Regions from separate parts of the Mus musculus genome. Here region 1 is linked to region 2. Evidence: chromatin contacts called from public HiChIP or PLAC-seq data. All regions are on one chromosome and are shown on one strand. Each heading gives the region's core, a stretch centred on a gene start, on an enhancer-like site or on the middle of the called end of the contact. The rest is flanking DNA. Distances are from core to core; before and after follow the strand shown. Region 1 holds the start of Atp11c (ATPase, class VI, type 11C). Region 2 has its middle 96 kb from the start of Gm36631.

Evidence for each region. HiChIP or PLAC-seq counts read pairs in DNA pulled down with a chosen protein or histone mark.
Region 1: a contact with region 2 is called in an H3K27ac HiChIP or PLAC-seq map of embryonic stem cells, with 9 times the contacts expected there. The contact joins the promoter of Atp11c here to the enhancer-like site in region 2. A contact is called at or near these places in 4 of 39 promoter capture datasets (the C10 cell line, hippocampal neurons, liver and 1 more) and 2 of 115 datasets of contacts at active chromatin or transcription factors (embryonic stem cells and large pre-B cells).

Annotation. Positions count from the first base shown.
Region 1 is chrX:60,402,713-60,405,835 of GRCm38.p6, reverse strand. It overlaps Atp11c (ATPase, class VI, type 11C), which reads left to right and starts at 1,831. Exons shown (of 30, transcript NM_001037863.2): 1 at 1,831-2,031. The coding sequence starts at 2,005.
Region 2 is chrX:59,491,356-59,494,834 of GRCm38.p6, reverse strand. It overlaps a transcript of Fgf13 not described here. Among named protein-coding and RNA genes, the nearest start is that of Gm36631, 96 kb to the left of the region's middle. Within about 2 kb of position 1,659, at least 4 of the 459 cell types and tissues checked have an H3K27ac peak or open chromatin away from gene starts, as enhancers often do. A contact at or near this core is called in embryonic stem cells, where this site is marked.

The DNA.
Region 1 (3,123 bases), core at 582-3,081, 910 kb before region 2:
CTCCTTCTCTACCCAGGACTTTGTTCCCTGGGCTCCTCCAAAGCCTTCCCACATTCCTAGGCCTGGGTTAATCTCCTGCAGCTCTGTTTATAGGTCTCGCCCAGTGAAAATTGCATGGTTTTCAGGAGTTTCCCCGGATCCTTTGTAAAGACATTATCCTCTCCCCTGTTTCCTTTGACATTAGAAATCATTACATTCAAATGTGTAGGTTTTATGTGTTTGTAGTTTGTAACTTCACTTCGGCCTACTAGGGAGGTCTTTTAACACATTGCTGTTTCCAGTTTCTAGGAAACAAACAAACACACAAATAAAAAAAAAACACCCAAGTAAATGCTGAAATCAAACTATCCTTCAAGGGGTAAAATGTGGTAGTGCCCTAGCCGCCTCACAATAAAAGCCCTTCAGGAGTTCACATTAGGTCGAGGGAATAGCTGAGCCCAACCTTTCCAGGTTGTTGAGAGAACTCGCCTCTCCGTAGAGAAGAGCTCCCTTTACCTACTTCTTCAACATGTTTATAGAAGAATTTGAAAGTTCTCAGCTCACAGCCTAGGGCCGGGTCTCAGAAGGTAGTGGAAAAAAAGGGTGGGAGCAGAGAGAACTGTCCAGGTTCAAGGGAATACTTGACCAAGCTTTCATTTTTAAGTTTTAAACTTTTGTAAATGCAAATGTTAAGTTAGCAAGTTGAGGGCGTGCAAGATTTCTTGTGGCGTAAATGTTGAGTTCTGGGAAAGTCTTTCAGCATTCGGGGCTTTATGTAATTTATCCTCATCACATTTCCCACAGCTAAGAATCTACCCAGTGTTTCTGATTTCTGCACGCAGCTGGTAGGGAGAACCTCGGGCAGCTTCCCTCTGCAACCCTGTGAACTGACTGGAGCCGTGCATATGGGGGAGCTCCCAGCCCACAATATCAGTCCAAGCGAACCCTTGGACTACAACTCCCAGGGTGCCCCAGGAGCGTGGAAAAGGGCGGGCGATCAAGGAGAGGGTGGCAGGGAAATCCCGCCCCGCTGCGCAGCACCAACGACACAAAGCCCGACTTTACAACCTCCTAGAGAAAGTGGAAGTAAGCGGGCTTAGGTGGGGTAGTCAGACGACAGGGAACGCAAAGCCCCAAAGCCCCAACCCCAACTGCGAGGTGAAGACGGCTTAGGTGGGACCCAAGAGGGACGCCTGGAGGGGGCGGCTTTTGTAACTACTCCAGCCGCCCGCGCCGCGCCCGCCCGCCCGCGCCAGGGTCCCCTTAGTCCCCGGCTCGTCCCGAGTCGTCCCTCAGAGAGCGGCCACTCCCGGGCAGGAAGCGGGCACGCCTGGAAGCCTCGAGGCGGGCCGCACCGAGGCTCTCCTCAGCCAGAAGTGCTGGGCGGGCGAAAGCGCGGGGCCGAGGAAGGACTGCGAGCGAAGCGGCGCCAACGGACGAGTTAGGGCCGGGGTGAGGGAGACCGTGGCTCCTCACAGACCCCTGGGAGTCCTGCCAGGCGAGGCGCGGGGACGCCCGAGACGGGCGACCGCTGAAGCGGGCGAGTGGGGACTCGGCCGGGGGCTTAGCGGCAGGACGAGCGTGAGGCGCGGGGTGCCGAGGCGGGCGCTGACGGGGAGCCAGGCTGAGCAGCGGCCGGTCCGCCATCCCTCCCCCGCGCGCCGGGCTCGCTGCGAGGCGGGCTGCGGCGGGAGCGCGGGGCGGTGCTGGGGCCAGATAAGGGGAGCGACGGGGCCGCCGCCCCCGAGGCGGGCGGGCCGGGGCTGGGGGCGGGTCGCGGGGAGGGCGGGGCGGGGCGGGGCGGCGAGCGCGCGGGCGGGCGGGCGGTTGGGCGGCCGGGGGCGGGGGCGCGCAGAGGCGAGGAGGGCAGGCGGCAGGAGGGCAGGCGGCAGCGGGCTGGCGACAGGGCAGGCGAGCTAGCTGTCCGCTTTGCGCCGCGGGCCCACGCCGCAGTGTGTTTTGTGGACGGCGCCTTCCCAGACAGCCCAGCGGAGCCCAGCCTGGCACCCCGCAGCCTCGGACGCGATGTTCCGCCGGACCCTCAACCGTTTGGTGAGTACACTGGCCGCGGCTCCACGCGTACCCCGGTGGCCCGCTCGCTGGCCCCCCGCCGCTCCTTCGCAGTCTCTGGGCGAGGGGACGAGCGGGACGCGCCAGCCCCCTCCCCCGCCTCTGCGTTTTAGCGGAAACCCGGCGCCCCGGGTGGCCTGGGTGGGGAGGCAGGTGGGGCTCTCGGGCGTCCCACCCCTGCCCCGGGACATTTCAGCTGAGGTTCCCCGAGGCTCTGAGGAACTCTGCCTCCAGCCTGGGGAATCGCCTCGGAGTGACAGACGCGCGGAACTCGGGGCGGGGGGCTCCCCGGGGCGGGGGGCTCAGTTTCCCAATTAGTGGAAGATGGCGTTGAATTATCGGGGAGGAAGCTTTCTTTTGTTTCCTCTGCCACGAGCACGTGGAGGTAAACCTAGACCTGTCACTGTGGCCCAAAAGAAGAGCTAGGGGGCTGAGAGAAGCGGAGGCTAAACCAGGGCTCAGCCTCGCCCGGGCCATGGCCGATGACCAGAGACTGGGCAAACTTTGAGGACTCAGCCTCCAAGCTCACCTTGAGGGTGACAGAAAGAGCGAGGGCTGTGGGCACGATGGGCTGGGGCCAGCAGCGACGGCGGGAGCCTGTTCCAGCTTTACAGACCCTGGGGCTCAAGCCTCGCAGAGCAGCACCCTCTGCTCCAGGCTTGGAATCCACCCGGCAGCTGAACTCCTCCGACCACCTTCTCCACGCCTCTAAAGCCCCCCAGAAAAGGGAATTGTATTTCTGTGGGGAGTGTGGCACGGGATTGGGAGGGAGCGATTTCTGGCTGCTATTGACTTTTTGGATTAACCTGTTTACTCAGAGGGTATGTTAAGAACTGAGTAAAGTAGAGCAGTTTACTTAAAGGATGTTTGTAGCAACTCCCCTAATTTCCAGAAGAGGTGTCAGGGAATAGGATTTTATTTCTGCCACGGATATTAAAGAAAGCCATCATCCTAAAATTTTTATTTTTTTCCCTGTAGTTAAGGGGGAGAATGCAGAATGCTTCCCCATTCCGTCTTAGGATAGACTTAAGGACTTGACAATTTGGTAACTTTGTGGAGTCATTTCTAATTAAA
Region 2 (3,479 bases), core at 410-2,909:
TTTTAATAGCTGGGTAGCACTTCATTGTGTAAATGTACCACATTTTCGGTATCCTTTCCTCTGTTGAGGGACATTTGGGTTCTTTCTAGTTTCTGGCTATTATAAATAAGGCTGCTATGAACATAGTGGAGCATGTGTCCTTATTACATGTTGGAGCATCTTTTGGGTATATGCCCAGGAGTGGTATAGCTGGGTCCTTAGGTAGTACTATGTCCAGTTTTCTGAGGAACCGCCAGACTGATTTCCAGAGTGGTTGTACAAGCTTGCAATCCCACCAGCAATGGGGGAGTGTTCTTCTTTCTCCACATCCTAGCCAGCATCTGCTGCCACCTGAGTTTTTGATCTTAGCCATTCTGACTGGTGTGAGGTGGAATCTCAGAGTTGTTTTGATTTGCATTTCCCTGATGACTAAGGATGTTGAACATTTGCATTGTAGGACCTCAATGGGAGGAGAGGCCCTTGGCCCTGTGAAGGCTCCATGCCCCAGTGTAGGGGAATGTCAGGACAGGGAAGCAGGAGTGGGATGGTTGGTGAGCAGGGGGAGGGAGGATGGAATAGCGAGTTTTTAGAGGGAAAACCAAGAAAGGGGATAACATTTGAAATGTAAATAAAGAAAATATTTAATAATTAAAAAAATAGATGCAAGGGAAAAGGGCCAAGTAGATCTATCAGAATTACATCAGAGTTCTCAACAGAGACTATGAAAGACAGAAGAGCCTGGTCAGAGATCATACAGAATCTAAGAGAACAAAAAACAAACAAACAAACAAACAAAGAAGGGGAAAGTATGGAGAGTGTTGGGGAAAGTGACAAGAGATCCAGGGTTGAAAGCTGTAGCTAAGGTTTGATCATGTAGGGCCTTCTCAGGAATAAGGACACCAAGGTTTGAAAGAATCCAATGCAATCTTTTCAAGGGTTTTGAAACAGGGCAGTAATATGTGTTTTACCCTTTTAAAAGAGTGAATGCTTGTCTTGTCTGATGGCAAAATTTAGGAAGACAAAGAAAAGTTATCCAACTCCCTAGCTCTTGCACGAGGTCCTGAGAAGTGATTGGTTTAGGGAAGCAGTCCTCACCCACGAGTAACCACACCTCTAGGGACACTTGGCAATGTTTGGAAAGATTTGATTTCTAAAGCTCTGGAGATGGGGTAGGGGTGGGGTGAGGAGTCCTACTGGCCTCTCCTGGATTACAGCATTACAATGCACAGAATAGATTTACATAATAAAGAGTTACCTACACCAAAGTGTTTAAAAGAGTTAAACACTGGCCCAGGGCTAAATTCCTGAAGCTATTTCTAAAGTGATTTCAAGGTTTGCTAGTGGTTTGGAAATGGGTGTGAGAAGGACAGATGATTGATGCCCTGAGGTGATTTTGGTTGGAGGAACTGAGGAAACTACATTCCCCTTTCTAAAGAACAAGAAGCCTGGGGGAGAAGGTTTGCACAGCATTAAGCAGTAGCCTTGAATAGGATAATTTTGAGAAGTCTGTCATTGTCGCACTATTATTACTATTATTGTTGTTATCACTATTATACATTTAGAAGAGGCTGAGAAGTAGCCAGAGAGGGAGAACGGGAATCATCACTGGTGCCATTCTGTTCAGAAAGGGTTTTAATTGTTAGAGTCTTAGATTCCACAGGAATGCTGAGTGAGATGAGAACTGACAGGAAGCAGTAATGGGGAAGTGAATGGTAAATGTTGCACACACAGTCCCAGTGAAGTGGTAGCTATGAAAACCTGCTTGGATAACGTTCTGCTTTACTGTGAGGGTTTGTTTTGTTTTGTTTTGTTTTGTTTTGTTTTTTGGTGTGTGTGTGTGGGGGGTTGCAGCAGGGTTTTCAGTGCAGTCCTGACTGTCCTGGACCTGACTCTCCAGGCTCTCCTTGAACTCAGAGACTCACCTGCCTCTGCCTCTGCCTCTGCCTCTGCCTCTGCCTCTGCCTCTGCCTCTGCCTCTGCCTCTGCCTCTGCCTCTGCCTCTGCCTCTGCCTCTGCCTCTGCCTCTGCCTCTGCCTCTGCCTCCTAAGTGCTGTGATTAAAGGCATGCACCAGCACTGCCTGGCCTTCCTGTGAGCTTTTACCCAACAGCATCATTTCTATGTGGGTCTGAAAGGTAACTGAGAGACTTGAACTTAGAGATAATGATATTTGCTTACAAAATAACCTAGCACTGTGATTGCTATCTCCTGCTTTAGATAAGGGAATTGAGGTTCTGTCATTAACTGTATCTTCTGTTTCCCGACACTTTGATGTCATAGGGCATGATGGTTCTGGAAAGATGTCCCCTTATAATATTGGCCATTTTCTAGACACAAAATCAAAGCCAGGTGTGCCTCCTTATAGCTATAGCCCAACTACCTCCTTTATTGAAAGGTCAAAAAGTCTCATGCAATATTTCCTGCCTTAATCACCCCAGGATTACTTTAAGATTACAGCCCTTGAAACTGAGCCCCTAAACTGATTAAAACCATCTAATTCTAATCCTGCTTACCTTACCTCACCTGGTTTTTCTTGAGACCATAGTGAAGTCTGATGGCTACATTTTCCTCCTGCCATTTGACTCCTGACTGGTCCTGGTTCTTCTGGTCTTAGAACTGTATAGTGGCAAACATCCTGATTTTAGAGAACTGATTAGTATCTAAACCCCATATACCTTGATTCTCATTTCCATGTCTGCTTTCTTGCTGGAACTTAACATGTTGACTGCCTTCTTCATGACCATACAAGCTAGGTCACTTCCTGAATCCAAATTTCCCACTCTCTCATCTTTCTCCCCTTCCTTGTCTCTTCTCTCCTCCCCTTTCTTATTCCTCTCCCTTTCCATCTCCAACTCCCACCTTTCCCCCCTGCCTCTCTCTCTCTCTCACACACACAGACCTACTTATTTTTCACTGGGTGTAGAGATGTACATACATTTTGATTATTTCGCAGGAGATGAGAACTGTAAGACATTATGTGATAGGCTTTATCTATTGATGAGGAGTAGAAGAAAATGTAATCCATTACTATGATGTCAGAATCATTACATTGGAAACCCTAAGGGGCAATAAAAACAACAATAAATGATTATGTGTTTCTCCCCCACCATTCTCTACTATAAAGTAGTCCTATCACAGGCAGAGAATCATCCTTCCTTGTCAGGAGAGTGCCACCTGAAATTATTAGTGAGTAAGGTTATAATTGACCATTTATGGTTTCAAAATGAGTAATACACTTGTCATTTTCCTCTGCCTCCTCTGCCTTCATTAGTCATCTGCATTTCAGTTGTGAATCTAGTTGTCAGTTCAGGAATAACTTCAGGCTGAGGCTAGGGAGGTAGAAGTTTAGGTCTTTTGAATGGTCTATAAACCATGGGGACATGCAGCTGCCTGTGGCAGATCCCAAGTTAAATGAGATCAAAGCTTAAAGAAGGTTCCTGGGAGGCCTGTAGCAGTGGAGGTTGAATATTTGTTTTCTTTGGCTGGTGCCTGATGTTTCTG